2 separate regions of the Mus musculus genome follow, and region 1 is linked to region 2. A link is a contact called in public HiChIP or PLAC-seq data. All regions are on one chromosome and are shown on one strand. The core of a region is the stretch at or near the end of the contact, and the rest is flanking DNA. Distances in the headings are between cores, read along the strand shown.

Region 1 (7,550 bases), core at 296-2,795, 110 kb before region 2:
ACCGTACCCACTACTCTCACCCCCTCAAGGGAGCTCCTGCGCTGCCCAGGGACTCCCTCAAGAAGCACAGACCCCTGCTTGAGCTCTTCCACCCAGCCAAGAGCAACAGCCAGCCCCAAGGAAGCTAAGCTGCCCAGCAGCGCCCGCTCCGAAGTTGGCACTGAAGTTTGTCCAAGGATGTCCGGAACCTTGAGGAGAAAGGGACATGAGGTGGAAAAGACAGTAGGAGTAAGTTGAGTTTTCCGAGTGGATCCTAAGGCAGAAGGTCAGTTACGTTCGAAGCCTTTTTTTTTTTTTTTTTTTTTGGTGCGCACTGAGAAAGTCTCCCTGGCGCCTGGGAGCTGTCACCTGAGGGCAGCCCAGGAGGGAGCAGGAAACATCCTCCTGGCGCCAGGGGAGGACCTCAGGCTTCAGACTCACTGGATCTTGGGGCTCAAAGCAGAGGGGGAGGGGAGATGGCAGAGGGGACAAGAGGCAAAAGCAACACCTTTCAGACAGGCTTTCTCCTACGCCCTCTCCAAGTTCGTGCTGAGAGGGCCAGGACTCTCCCAAACCACTCTATGAGTCCTCAGTTCAAACAAGTCCACCGCCAGAGATGGGTGGGGTGGCGGCATGGAAGCCAAGGGCTTAAAGGTTGAGACCCTAAAACCAGCTCTAGTCCCTCGCCGAGACAACCTAATGCATTTACACAAGCCACAGCCAGTAACAGCTCGCGGCTGGCACAGGGCTTAGCTCCCGACTCCCCTGTTATTCCTAATAAAGTCGATTACGTTGCCCTCCCGGTGCTGATTGGAAGGGAACCGAGAGGGAAAGGGGGGCGGGCGAGGGAAAGAGCACGGGGAGCAATCAACTTTGCGACCCAGCACTTCCTCGCGATCCGTCGCCATGCTTAAGATCCACCCCCACCCCCTCCTGCCTTTCAAGTGGATACTGAAACTAGGCCAAAACTTTTCCCCTCCTTTTCTCTTTGCCACTAGACTGGATTGTGCCCCATGGAGCCCCATGGAGCTCTGCTTTCTTAAGCACAATAGCCGGACTAATTAGATCATAGAGGCAAGGCAGCGATACTGTAACAAGTAGCCCAAGAGGCAAAAGAGGGAAGGGCCGAAGAAAGGGAAAGGGGAAAGTTTGCAGCTCTCACACTTACCGATCAAGCCTCCCACCAGAAAGGCAACGATTTGGAAAACCAGAAGAATCCCTCCAACAATGCAGAGCTTCTTGGTACTCATGTTTTCTATAATTGCCCCAGCCATTTCTGCGACCCCCTTTCTTTTCTCCTTTAAGTAAATGTTTTAGGGTATGCTTTCGCTTCCCCTCTCCTTCTTCCTTGCCCTCTTTTCCTGGTGCTGCAAAACTTCAAGGGTGCGTTAGCAGAGGAGGTGGGACAGACCGCAGGCGCCCGCGCGGATGCCTGGGCGAAGCCGCTTGGGCTCCCCAGATGCCCAGAGCTGAGACTGCGGCCGCCCGGCAGCCAGTGGACGCTTAAAGAAGCAGGGAAGCGGATCACATGACACGCCTCCCTCTCTTTCTTCCTCCCTCCCTCTCGCGCTTCCTCCCTCCCTCCCTCCCTCTCTTCCTCAACCCTGGCCCGCCAGTTCAGGGATCTCAGCTCCCGCCAGCTCTGGCTACCCGCCCTCAGGTCTGGCCTGCAGCTTGCCCCGGCAACAGCTAACATCTTGAGGGGGGTCGGGTGGCTGGTGTTGTTAAATGGGCTTGGCATACGCAGTCTCTACCATGTTTCCTTTTCGGGTTCCCAAAGTATGGGATTTAAGTTACTCATGGGCCTCTTTGCAAACCCTTAACTTACATGTTGAACCCACCCCACCACCAGCCATTTGAACGCTAGGAAAGAGGTGAATTTTAAAAAGGAGTCTAATGAAGTTAAGTCAAAGTATAAAGAGAAGAAATAAGGTCTCTGTTCTGGTACCTTCTGCCTTGCCCTATCCTGGAATTATAACCCGCTAAATTCCTCATTACACGGCCCTTCAAGAGCCTTATTATCCAGACAAATCAAACGTCTGTTCCTTACTCTACCCTGGACTGCCAGTCTTGGTGTTGACTATTACCTAAACGCTTTAAAGTTCATTGAAAACTCGACTTGTTTTAAAATTCTTGTTTTGGTTTTTTACACCACCTTTATGTTCCAAGGGTCGATCCCCTCCAATCATGCTCTCACATTTTCACCTTCTATAAGGTCTTATGAATGCACATTTGTTTCCATTACTAAGCTGTAAATTTCTGGGAGACTGGGACCAAGTTCAATTCTCTTTGTATCTGCCCCCACCCCTCAGTGCCTAACAAAATTCTCACACTAGGAGACCCTGCATGAACTTTGGTGGAATGAATAAATGAGTGAATGTTTAAGCAAGCCCACAGCTTGCATTTAAAAAGCCTAAAGGACTTTAGTTGGGTAGGTAGTATACATGTTAAATAGTACCAGTTAGAGTTTCAGGTGGGTGGTCACAGCTACTAGGAGGCTGAGTCAGGAGGATTAGTAATTTACGACCAACCTGGATAATTTTAGAGACCCTATCTCAAAACAAAAACTAAAAAGTGATCTGGGCCTCTTGTTTAACTTGATCTGAGGTCCTAGATTCAAACCCCATGGAAGGCAGAGGAGGAAAGAGAATGTTAGCTCTTTGAGAGATTTACTTATATTGATACACTACATCCAAGGAAAAGTGGTGATCTTAAGAGATTTCTTGATAAGGCTGACCCAAACTCCAGGGCCTGGTTTTTCCATGTTTCATAAACTGTCTATTTAGCCAATGCAACTCAAATCACACATTAGCTTTATAAAGGTACCTCCTGGCCTCCCAGTACAGGTTTCCAAAGCCACCAGCATACCTGATTTCTTGCTTCTTGTCATCTTCCTGTGGAGGAACTATTTACTGTCCTCTTCTTCCTTCAGTTACTTGTCCAACATTTGCTTACAATCTTAATGTGTTTTCTTTTCCTTCCTGAGCACTAGAGATTATATCAAAACTTCAAGAGTATTCTGAAGGAACTACAGGGTAGTTGTGATTCACTGTATAATGATTTTCCAAATTGTAATTGCTGTGTGTGTGTGTGTGAGAGAGAGAGAGAGAGAGAGAGAGAGGAAGAAGAAGAAAGAGGGAGGAGGAGGAGGAGGAGGAGAGAAAAAGAAGGAAGGAAAAGGAAAAAGGAGGGAAGGGAGGAAGAAATTGATATCCTTATTCCATAGGGATCCTGCTGGAAACTGGATAATGGGATTGCTAAAACTGAAGTGTTCATTTCAATTGGCTCATGGCCCTTTAAGAATCATCTTTTTATATCACCGTCCCTGCTTCATCAAGCCTAAGCATAAAATCAGATAGAGTCTTAGTTACTTTTCTATATCCATGATAACACATCATGACCTTGACAATTTCTAGAATAAAGAGTTTATATGGACTTACAGTGCCAGTGAGTGAGAGTTCATGATTTTAGAGTAAAGGTATGGCAAAGGAACAGTTGATTCCCAAGTAGGAGGGAGAGGGAAAGATAACAGGGAATCCCTGAGCCGTTTGAAACTTCAAATTCTACCCCTGGTGAAAACTCTTCTCTGATAAGACCACATTTCTTCCTCCTTCCCAAAACAAAACAAAACAACACAAAACAGAACAAAAGGTTCTACCAATTGAGAAACAAGTGTTTAGATACATAAGCCTATGGAGGCAATCTCATTCAAACCATTACAGTTACCTTCCATGTATCATTGGTCTTGAATAGGTTTCTTTGCATATATAATGGAAAGCTTTGAGTAAATGTGTTATTCTTTTCTCATAGAGTGGGTTTTGTGATAGGAGTTTCTCCATGAGATGCTTTTAAATTTCAGTTTCTGTTGTCTTTGTAAATATTAATAATGACTATCAAAATTCATTTCCCAATTTGATAACATAAATATGTAGAAAAAAGGCTTAAATGTTTTTCCTGGAATGGAATCTAGATTCCTGCCCCTGCTGTGTGAAACTACAGTACATTATAGTTAATAGTGCGCTCCAAGGCTCAATGTTCTCACCTATAAAAGAAAAATGATAATAATACCAAGCGTATGGTATGTTCTTACAAGGTATAGACACTTATATAAGTGTATAAGAAGACACAACAATTGAATCAATAATCTTGATCAAAGAAAGAAAGCTAGAAACTCTGGTGCTTTCTGAGCATGCACAAAACCCTAGTTTTAATCCTAGCAGTGCATAAACTGGGTATGGTGGCACACATCTGTAATCCCAGCACTCAACAGGGAAGATCAAGAAGATCAGAAGTCATCCTTCATATATGGAATTTGAGGCCAGCCTAAGATATATGAGTTTTTCTCTTAAAAAAAAAAAAACTAGTAAGGCTAATCAGAGATTAGTTGTTTCTCAGATATAACATTTGATCATGTTATGAATATTTTTAATAAGTATTATCTTGCTATTTATTAAAGTTGCTGTATACTCATGACCTTCTTGTTTTGGACTCCTAGATGATGATATTACAAGTGTGTGTCACCACAACCAGCCTACAAACACACTTTTTGAAGCACACTTTTGAAGATGACCAGAAGATTATTTCCACTTGACAATAGTACTTGTAAAAAAAAAAAAAAAAAAAAAAAAAAAAAACAACATTAAAAAAATTGCTCCCTGAAACAGAGAGACATGGCTCAGTGTGTAAGAGAAAGTATGAATGACCTGAGTTTGAACCCCTAGCATATAGATTAAAAACAAAGCAAAACAAAACAAAACCAAAACCAATTATGGATGCACATGCCTGTAACTCTTGCACTGTAGAAGGCAGAGAAAAGGATATTATTGGGGTTTGCTAGCTACCAGCCTGGCTCCAAGTACAGTGGGAGACCCTTTGTCAAGGGGATGAGGATTAAGAGTGATAGAGCAAGACATGTATGTTCTTCACTAGCCTCTGTACATATGTGTGTGGGTATGTAACCATCACCCCCCCACACGTACATGTACACACACAGTTGCCCCCATCCATCAAAGAAATGTTTATTTTGAGTCATCAGAGAGATGATTCCAGTATAGGGTCTGGAGAGGTAGTTAAGTAGTTAAAAGCATTTGCCACCTTTTCAAAGAAACTGAGTTTGGCTTGCAACACTCAAGGTGGATATCTCACAGCTGCTTCTAATTCTAGCTTCAGGGAATCCAATGCCCTCTTTTAGTCTCCATGGGCATCTGTACCCCCTGTCCCATGCCACACATGCACACACACTCATATAAACAAACAAGCAAGCAAACAACAACAAACAGATGGGTTAGAGAGGTGGCTCATCAATTAAGAGTACTGGCTACTTTTCAGAAGACCCCAGTTTAATTCCCAGCATCTACATAATGTCTGACAACTGTCTAAAAATCCAGGTCCAGGGGATCCATAGGTACTGAATATTTAAGGTATATAGTAATACATGCAAAACATATTAAATAAAAAATTTGAAAAAGATAGAATAAAGTACAAAATCCAACTCCGATAGTCTTGTTATTTATCATTTTATTTCAATCTTTAGCATATGGAAAGTCAAAGAGATGTGAAATACATCTTTGCTGATGAATATCTAACTGAGGATAGATAAAATCTCCTCACTTCAATTCCCACAAGGAGTTTATTAGCTAACTTCTTATATGATCCCTATGTACTAGGGTGCTATACTTGTGGTGTTTTTTTTTGTTTGTTTTTTGTTTTTTGTTTGTTTTTTGTTTTTTGTTTTTTTGTTTTTTGAGACAGGGTTTCTCTGTATAGCCCTGGCTGTCCTGGAACTCACTCTGTAGACCAGGCTGGCCTCGAACTCAGAAATCTGCCTGCCTCTGCCTCCCGAGAGCTGGGATTAAAGGCGTGTGCCACCACACCCAGCTGTTTTTTGTGATCATAACTTTCTTGAAAGCTTCTTAAACAGAAAATAGTGACTGACTGTAGCACACCTCCTGGCACAGAGAAAGGTTCAGGTCCGTCTTTCAGGAGCCAAGAGCAGTGTGATGTTATTTTCTTTGCAGAAGATGATCTGTGGAGATCTAAAATAATTAAATACACCTCTTTAAAAACCTAATTTACTTCCCGGAGGAATCTAACAAGAATAGTAACCCACTCTGGAGCTTCTGTTTTTACTGTGGTAGTTTTTATCCATAAAAACATCCAGATAGCTTCCCGTTGGTGATATTTTCTATTTGTGTGTGTGTGAATGAGCCTCACTATGAGTTCACACTTTGCTATTCAGTGTTACCCCCCTACTCAATTGTCTTATTTTATATGTAAATAAAGGATTTTTCCTAGTGCATCCTTTCACACACTAACTTTAGAAAGGAACTCTTGAAATAAAAATAGTTCAACATAATGTTCATATGAAATTGTTTAATATACACCTCAGCCTCTTCCCCCTTTAGACCTCACTCCCATCGTAAGATTTCCATTTTGGCTTTCCATTCACTTTTCATATTTATTCCAGACATTAGCTTTATTTAGTTCTAGCCTTATGTCTTACTGGTTATATAACACAGGATATGACCTACCCTTTAAACATTTTCTTTAGTTTCTCTTTTCTCAACTATTTAAAAATATCAATAATACCAAACATAAGTAATGATGAACATTAAAGAAAATAATGTGATTGTGCCAAACACAGAGTAGGCATTTAAAAAATGTTGCAATTATAAGGGAGGTAGTTTCTGTTCCCAGAGAGCAGAACAAAACAAAACAAACCATAAATCACCTAATTATAGTCTCTCTTATTAAATTACCTCTTTGAACCCAGGCAACCTAGAAGGGCAGGTTAAAAAAAAAAAAAAACTTTATAGGTTTCCAGAAGCCTCTTAGTGTGATGCAGCCAGCAGCTTTAAGTAGCCAGCCTTTTGTTGTTTCCCAGGCTTGAAAGAGACTGAAGTAGAAAGCTTGTGTGCCTCCAAAGTCTCAGATTGTCTGTGTTGGGTTGCTTGAATAGAAGTAGAGCCTTACTCTTTATTATCATGTAAGGATACAAATTGCTCCCTAACATCCTATGGTTATTTGACCTCTCCAGAACCTCTGTACTATTCCATCTCACAGATCCTCTCTCTGTTTCTCCCTATGTGTGGCAGCAGTACACAAGGACATGTGTGCTGCTGACCAACAGTACCCTGCACCATGGCACAAAGTTACTGTATAGATTCTGTGAATGTGTGAATAAATGGACAAGGTTTAGTCCTTAGCTGCTCAGAAACTCAGAAAACTCCTTCCTGACACACAGATGGTTAATGACAGGAAGTATACCTTAAACAGTCATAATTCATGCCTTAGCAAGGGAAAACTAGCTTAGGCACAGTCCAGAGCTCCACTGTTACCAAAGTCATTCCTGAGTAGCTCAGAGTTACTGTATAAAGTACAACTTGGAATGGTGAAATACAAAGCAGAAGTACAAGAATTACGTGAGAGTAGAATACACAAAAGTACTCTCCCTTTTCTTCTATGCATTGGTTATAAGAACTTGGAGAGCTGAGAATGGGGTGGGGGGCAGGTAATTTCTACACACCCCATGTAGTGGAAGCTAACAGTTTGCACTGGAAATGATAATAACA
Region 2 (7,757 bases), core at 3,783-6,282:
ACTGTCTACCAAGCATATCCTTGGCTCTTTTTCTTTTTTATAAAACACAAGAATATATCTAAAGTAACACTATCAGAAATGAAAAAACCATTATATCTAACTTCAAAAACTTCTACTTCATAAAATTAGAAAATCTAAAAGGAATGGAAAATTTTTTGATAGATTTTACTTACCCAATTAAATCAAGATCAAATAAAGAATCTAAATGGACCTATAATCCCCAAGGAAATAGAAGCAGTTATAAAATCTCACAACCAGCCAACCAACCAACCAACCAACCAATCAACCAACCAACTAACACAAAACAACAAGAAAAACTTCAGTTCCAGAAGGCTTTAGCTCATAATTTCACTAGACTTTCAAAGATGAGCTAACATCAAAATTCCTTAAGTCATTTCACAAAATAGAAACAGAAGAAACATTGCCAAACTCCTTTTGAGGCCATAGTCACCCTGATATTCAAACCACTCAAATACTCAGCAAAGAAAAAAAAATTCAGACCATTTTCACTCATAAACATAGATGCAAAAATACTCAAGAAGGGGGTTAGAGAGATGGCTCAGAGCACTGGCTGCTTTTCCAAGGGTCTTGAGTTCAATTCCTAGCAACCACATAGTGGCTTACAACCATCTGTAATAGGATCCAATGCTCTCTTCTGATATGTCTGAAGACAGCCACAGCGTACTCATATACATAAAATAAATAAATCTTTAAAAAAGTCATTCAAGAAAATATCCACAGACTGAATCCAAGAGCACATCAAAAATGATCATCTATCATGATCAAGTAGGCTTCATTCCAGAGATGCTGGGATTGTTCAACATTCAAAAAGTATCAGTGAAATCCACCATATAAACACACTGAAAGAAAAAAGTCACATGATCATTTCATTAGATGTTGAAAAAGCCTTCAACAAAATCCAACGCCACCTTATGATAAAAGTCTTGGAGAGATCAGGAATACAAGGCACATTTCTGAATACAATAAAGGCAATATACAGCATATTAAATTAAATGGAGAGGAACTTAAAGAAATTCCACTAAAATAATAAATAGGAGACGACTGTCCACTCTTTATCTGTTCAATATAGTACTTGAAGTTTTAGCTAGAACAATAAAACAACTGAAGGAGACCAAGAGGATACAAATTGGGAAGGGAGAAGTGTGTCTGTATATATATATATATATATATATATATATATATATATATATATATATATATATATATAATGAGGCTGAGAAAAAGATTAGGGAAACAACACCATTCACAATAGCCACAAATAATATAAAGTATCTTGGTGTAACTCTGACCAAGTAAGTGAAAGATCTGCATGACAAGAACTTCAAGCCTTTGAAGAAAAAACTGAAGAAGATATCTTAAGATGGAACGATCTCTCATGCTCATGGATTGGCAAAATTAACATAGTAAAAATGACCATCTTACCAAAGTAATTTACAGATTCAATGCAATTCCCATCAAAATTCCAGCACAATTCTTTATAGACTTGAAAGAACAATACTCAAACTTATACAGGGAAAAAAATACCCAGGATAGCTAAAACAATCCTGTACAATTAAAGAACTTCTGGAGGTATCACCATCCCTGATTTCAAGCAGTATTACAGAGCAATAGTAATAAAAAAACAGCATAGTATTGGCATAAAAACCAAACAGGTTGATCAATGGAATCAAATTGAAGACCCAGAAGTAAATCTAAACACCAATGAACACTTGATATTTGACAAAGAAGTCAAAATTAGGAAAAAAAAAAAAAAAAAAAAAAAAAAAAAAAAAAAAAAAAGAAAGCATCTTCAACAAATGATGCCAGCCTAACTGGATGTCTGCATGTAGAAGAATGTAAATAGTTTCGAATCTAATACCCTGTGCAAAACTCTAGTCCAAGTGGATCAAAGACCTCAACATAATACCAGATATACTAAACCTAATAGAATAGAAAGTGGTGAATAGCTTTGGACACATTGACACAGGAGACAACCTCCTGGAGAGAACAGAACAATCGCACAGGCACTAAGGCCAACAATTAATAAATGGGACCTGATGAAACTGAATGGTTTCTGTAAGGCAAATGACACCATCAAAAGAACAAAATGGTAGTCTAAAGAATGAAAAAAGATCTTCACCAATTCCACATCTGAAAGAGGGCTCATATCTAAGATATATAAAGAACCCAAGAAACTAGACATCAACAAACCAAATAACCCAACTAAAATCCAGGAACAGATTTAAACAGAGAATTCATGACAGAGGCCCTCTGCAAATATGTAACAAGTGTGAAGCTTGATCTTTATGTTGGACCCCTAACATCAGGAATGGGAGCTATCTCTGACTCTGTTGCTTGCCATTGGGACCCTTTCCTCCTACTGGGCTGCCTTGTCTAGCCTCTATAGGAGAAGATGCACCTAGTACTAATGCAATTTGATATGCCTAGACTGGATGATACCCATGGGAGGCCTCTTTTTATCTGAAGAGAAAGGGGGAAGGAGTGGCTAGGGTAGAGGGGATGTAGTGGGGCCTATTAGGAAATGGAGGGAGGGGAAACTGCATACACATACATACATACATACATACATACACACACACACACACATGAATGTCATAAACAAGTCACGCTAAATAAAGTCAAATGTGATTGGAAAATTATGGTAATTTGTTAGTTGCATTTCAGGGTCATCATTCATATGGACCAAATGCATGTACTAGCTGGTGACTTGGTCACTGTTTTATTGCTAGGAAGAGACACCTTGACCAAGAAACTCTTGTAAAAAGAAAGGACTTAACTGGGGACTTCCTCAGAGACTTAGTCCACGCTCATCATGGCAGGTAGTATGGTAGCAGGCAGGCATGGAATGGAGAAGTAGCTAAGAGATACATACTGATGTGAAAGAAGTGGGTGAGAGACTAGACCTGGCATGGAGTTTTGAAAATTCAAAGTCCCTCACCCCCACACCCTGCCAGTGACACACTTCCACCAGCTAACAAGGCTTTACCTCCTAAAACTTCTAATCTTTCCAAATAGTGCCACTCCCTGATGCCTAAGCATTCAAATATATGATGAGCCTATGGGGATCATTCTTATTCAAACCAGCAGAGCTTCTTAGTGATTTATCTCCCTTGTAAGAAAGTTCTTTAAGTAAGTTAGTTTAGGTCCTCTAGTCATACTCTGTTACAAGTAAAAGGCACTACATTTCCAAATAGGTGACCTAAATGGAGGAATTTGAGGCTTTCTGTATGCAAAGTTGAAATCAAAAGCATTGTGACACTGGATTTATACTCAACATTATTACTTGGGGTTTGTTGTATATTTTGTGCAGCACACATGACTATTCATACATACACATGCATGCACACATGCATGCACAGAATGCTTTATCAGGTTCACTCAAAGACTGGTTTCTTTTATGAAGAGTAAATTGTTTTCTATCTGTATATCACATGACCCAGAATGGTGTTGGAGAGAGAAAGAAGGGGAGAAAGATGAGGGGAAAATAGAGACAGAGTAAAAGCAAAGAGGACAAAAAAGAGATGAGAGACAGGGAAGTCTAAAGATTGAAAAAGCAATGTTATTATACCATTAGATTACTCTTAAAAAGTTGTCAAGAAACATACAGCAAAACAGATGAGAGTTTCCTATATATATAAGTAAAGATCATTGTTGTCTATTGCATGCCACCACCTCTTTTGAACTGGGCTGGAGGAAATGTGGTCAATTCATGGTCTTCTCTCATATGTTGCTATTCTCAGTGCATGGCTGTGTGAGTATACTCATTATCCACAGCTGTCAACCCATGATAGTTAAAGTGGTCAATAATTTGTTATTAAAATTTTGCCACTGCAGAAAAATAGCAGTGGTAAAATAGAAAATTCATTTGCAGAAGGTATAAAGAATATTAGTACACAATTTTTAATAATTGGGGCAAATAGGGCTGTTTTTCATTTTCCAAATCAAGGATAAAGATTTGTTAAGAATTCTATGCCACCTTCATTGTTTTATTTCATTTTATTCTCAGAAAAATGTTGTGAGATTTTTGTCACAGATACTGCTGTGGTTTTTTTGTTTTTGATTTTTTTGTTTTTGTTTCTTTTTCTCCACCATATTTTAGGAAAGGAAACTCAGGAAATAGTCTTAGGTTTATGGGGGTAAAAAAAACTTTTCTGAACCTTATCAGGGTCAGTGTTGGGAAGTCTATAGTAAAAGGCATGTTAATAAGAGAAAATCATTCGAATGAATTTATTTAATATAATTTGTGTGACCCAGGGGCCTTCTGAGATGAAGACTCATATAGTAGGGAAGCTATTAAGTATTCATGCTGACTTAGTGGAGAAAAAAATTAGCAGGGACAGACTGGAGGAACTTGATGAACCTTGTTTGTTCAGGTTGCCTCCATGCCTTTTGAGTATCCTCTGGTTGTAGAAAGGCATCTCTGGACTGAGGCCTTTCTGACTTGCTTCAGAGGAAAAGGGTTAAGGAAAAAAAGAACGATCTTGCTTCTGACATCTTTTCGAAATCCAAGGTACAATATTTGTGGGTATTTTGTCTTGAATCCAACTGGTATCAAAAAAGTAGGCAATCCTGTGTGTTCATAAAGGCGCCTCTGTTCTCCTAACCCCCCCCCCCCCCACCATTCTGTACTATTGCATTAGGAGGTTCCTAAAAGGTTTAAGGACTTACTATATACTCAATTTACAATACAGAAAAACTAAAGATTAGAGGTAAAGTGACTTGTCTGTGTACATAAGCCCCAATTCTAAATTTTCACAAATATCTTAGGAAGCATGCTTCTTGAGAGGTAGCACCAGCTTCACACCAGGGTAACTTGGTGTTCAGGTGTTGTGGTAACCTAGAGCCTTTAACTGAAGTATGTGATAGGAACTGTCTTCTGGAATTTCAGACCTTCTTCTGGGCTTGAGACAAAGCAGTGCAGTTCCTTTAAACAGTAAGTGGCTACTTTGTTTGCTTTAGTCCAGGGTAGCTCCTAGGACCGACTAGAAAATGGGGAATAACCAGTGCACTATGTATAGCAATCCTGCCAGCTAGTGGTCAAAAGATGTATGTACCTAACCTACCCAAGGCAGGCTTTTGTTCTGCTTCTTCTTCCTCTTTTTTTTTTTTTTATTATTATTATTAGATATTTTCTTTTTTTACATTTCAAATGCTATCCAGAAAGTTCCTTATACCCTCTCCCTGCCCTGCTCCAATACTCACCCACTCCCACTTCTTGGCCCTGGTGTTCCCTTGTACTGGGGCATATATAGTTTGCAAGACCAAGGAGCCTCTCTTCCCAATGATGGCCGACTAGGCAATCTTCTGCTACATATGCAGCTTTTAGAAGGTGGCTTTAAAAAATAGTGTATGGGGAGCTTGAGAGCTGCTTCAGTGGTGAAAAACAAGTCAAAAAAGGCATACTCATCACTTCTCTACCTTTATTGTTTGTTAAAAACAGAATTTTTTCAGGTCTTGGCTCTCAGGAAAAGCCCAACCTCTTTGTACCTTTGTACCTAAACTTCACTTACTATCCACTCCACCTTTTCCTACTGCCCCTTTGTTATTTATCCCATATGATATTTTAAATTTTATTTTAATTATTTTTAATTATGTGTAGGTGGGGTGATGTTGAAGATAGAGGTGTCTGGTCTTCCAGAGGGCTGGAATTAATATGGGTGCTGGGAATTGAATTCAGGTCCTCTAAAAGAACAATACATGTTCTTCACCACCAAACCATCTCTCCAGCACCTCCCCACCAGAGTTATTTTTTTTAGATTTATTCTTTGTGTGTGTGTGTGTGTGTGTGTGTGTGTGTGTGTGTATTTTGCCTTATGCATGTTTGTGCCCCACATTGTTACTTTGTGCCTGGAACTAGAGTTATAGATGGTTGTAAAACACCATGTGGGTGCTAGTTCATCTAGCTCCCTGTTGGGCACATTCCATAATTTGTTTGTATGTGATCATCATGGCAGCCTTGCAGAATATGCATTGTATTTAAAAATGAGAAAATAAAACTCAAGAGTGGCAAAGTCATTTTCTTTTCATTATATGAGATATAAACTGATCTAAAACTAAGTGCACCAAGAATATATTATGATTACTGAAAAAAATGTTAGTTTTTAAATCAACTCTTACTAGGGAACCAGACACCTTATACACTGGCATAAAAATATAACCAATATCAGCCAGGCAATATGTCTCCACTAGAGCCAAACAACCTGACCACAGCAGACCCTGAATATCTCCACATATCTGAAGAACAAGAATAAGACTTTAAAACAGCTTTTATGAATGTGGTAAATGTTCTTAAAGAAATGAATACACCTTGAAAGAAGTTTAGGACATTACAAACAAACAGTGAAAGGAAATAAATAAAACTGTCCAAGACTTGAAAATGGAAATGCAATCAATAAGGAAAAGCCAAACTGAGGGAATTCTGAAAATGAAGAATATAGAAATGCAAAGAGAAACTACAAAATTATGTTTCATGATTAGCATACATACAAGAGATAGACAAGAGAATCTCAAGCTTTGAATATAAGATTCAAACACTCTGGAAGTCAGTCTGGCGGTTCCTCAGAAAATTGGACATAGTACTACTGGAAGATCCAGCAATACCTGTCCTGGGCATATACCCAGAAGATGTTCCAACTGGTAATAAGAATATATATCAGATCAAGAGAACATTAAATTTAAAAAATTCCTGACACAAAACATCAATCTGATATACTATGGAAAGATCAAGTAATAGGAACAGAGAAAGGAGAAGGAAATCCATATTAAAGGCCCAGAAAATATTTTCAACAAAATCAGAATGTTTTCTTAACTTAAAGAAGAAGGTGCCTGCAAAGGTATAAGAGGCATATAGAACAGTGTGACGGTTTGTATATCCTTGGACCAGGGAGTGGCACCATCTGACTGTGTGGCCTTGTTGGAATAGGTGTGACCTGGTTGGAATGGGTGTGTCACTGTGGGCATGGGTATAAGATCCTCACCCTAGTTGCCTGGAAGTCAGTCTTCCACTAGCAGCCTTTGGATGAAGACATAGAACTCTCAGCTCCTCCTGCGCCATGCCTGCCTGGATACTGCCATGCTCCCACCTTGATGATAATGGACTGAACCTCTGAACCTGTAAGCCAGCCCCAATTAAATGTTGTTTTTTATAAGACTTGCCTTGGTCATGGTGTCTGTTCACATCACTAAAACCCTAACTAAGACAGAGTTGGTGCCAGGAGTGGGGATTTGCTGTGATAGGCCTGACCATGTTTTTATTTGAAAGGATGTGGATTTTGGGACTTTGTACTTGGAAAGCAATGGAATGCTTTAAATGGGACTTAATGGGTCATCCTAGTAAGACTATGGAAGACTTAGTTGCTGGGAGTAATTTGAACTGTGTTGACCTGGCCCAAAAGATTTCTTTTTTTTTCTTCCTTTCTTCCAATATATATATGTATATATATATATATATATATATATATATATATATATGTTAGGTATTTTCCTCATTTACATTTTCAATGCTATCCCAAAGGTCCCCCATACCCATCCCCCCAATCCCCTACCCACCCACTCCCCCTTTTTGGCCCTGGCGTTCCCCTGTACTGAGGCATATAAAGTTTGCAAGTCCAATGGGCCTCTCTTTGCAGTGATGGCCGACTAGGCCATCTTTTGATACATATGCAGCTAGAGACAAGAGCTCCGGGGTACTGCTTAGTTCATATTGTTGTTCCACCTATAGGGTTGCAGTTCCCTTT

Evidence for each region. HiChIP or PLAC-seq counts read pairs in DNA pulled down with a chosen protein or histone mark.
Region 1: a RAD21 HiChIP or PLAC-seq map of pro-B cells shows a contact between it and region 2, with 2.9 times the contacts expected there. The contact joins the promoter of Wls here to the enhancer-like site in region 2. A contact is called at or near these places in 5 of 39 promoter capture datasets (the 3T3-L1 cell line, the C10 cell line and embryonic stem cells), 2 of 15 datasets of contacts at CTCF or cohesin (the NIH/3T3 cell line and pro-B cells), 11 of 484 Hi-C or Micro-C datasets (the C2C12 cell line, the HL-1 cell line, cortical neurons and 5 more), 10 of 115 datasets of contacts at active chromatin or transcription factors (the NIH/3T3 cell line, the SCID.adh cell line, a colorectal cancer cell line and 5 more) and 3 of 9 other capture datasets (adipose tissue, embryonic stem cells and pancreatic islet).

Annotation. Positions count from the first base shown.
Region 1 is chr3:159,833,645-159,841,194 of GRCm38.p6, reverse strand. It overlaps Wls (wntless WNT ligand secretion mediator), which reads right to left and starts at 1,545. Exons shown (of 12, transcript NM_026582.5): 1 at 1,148-1,545. The coding sequence starts at 1,253.
Region 2 is chr3:159,722,021-159,729,777 of GRCm38.p6, reverse strand. No RefSeq gene overlaps it. Among named protein-coding and RNA genes, the nearest start is that of Wls, 110 kb to the left of the region's middle. Within about 2 kb of position 5,032, at least 4 of the 459 cell types and tissues checked have an H3K27ac peak or open chromatin away from gene starts, as enhancers often do. A contact at or near this core is called in pro-B cells, where this site is marked.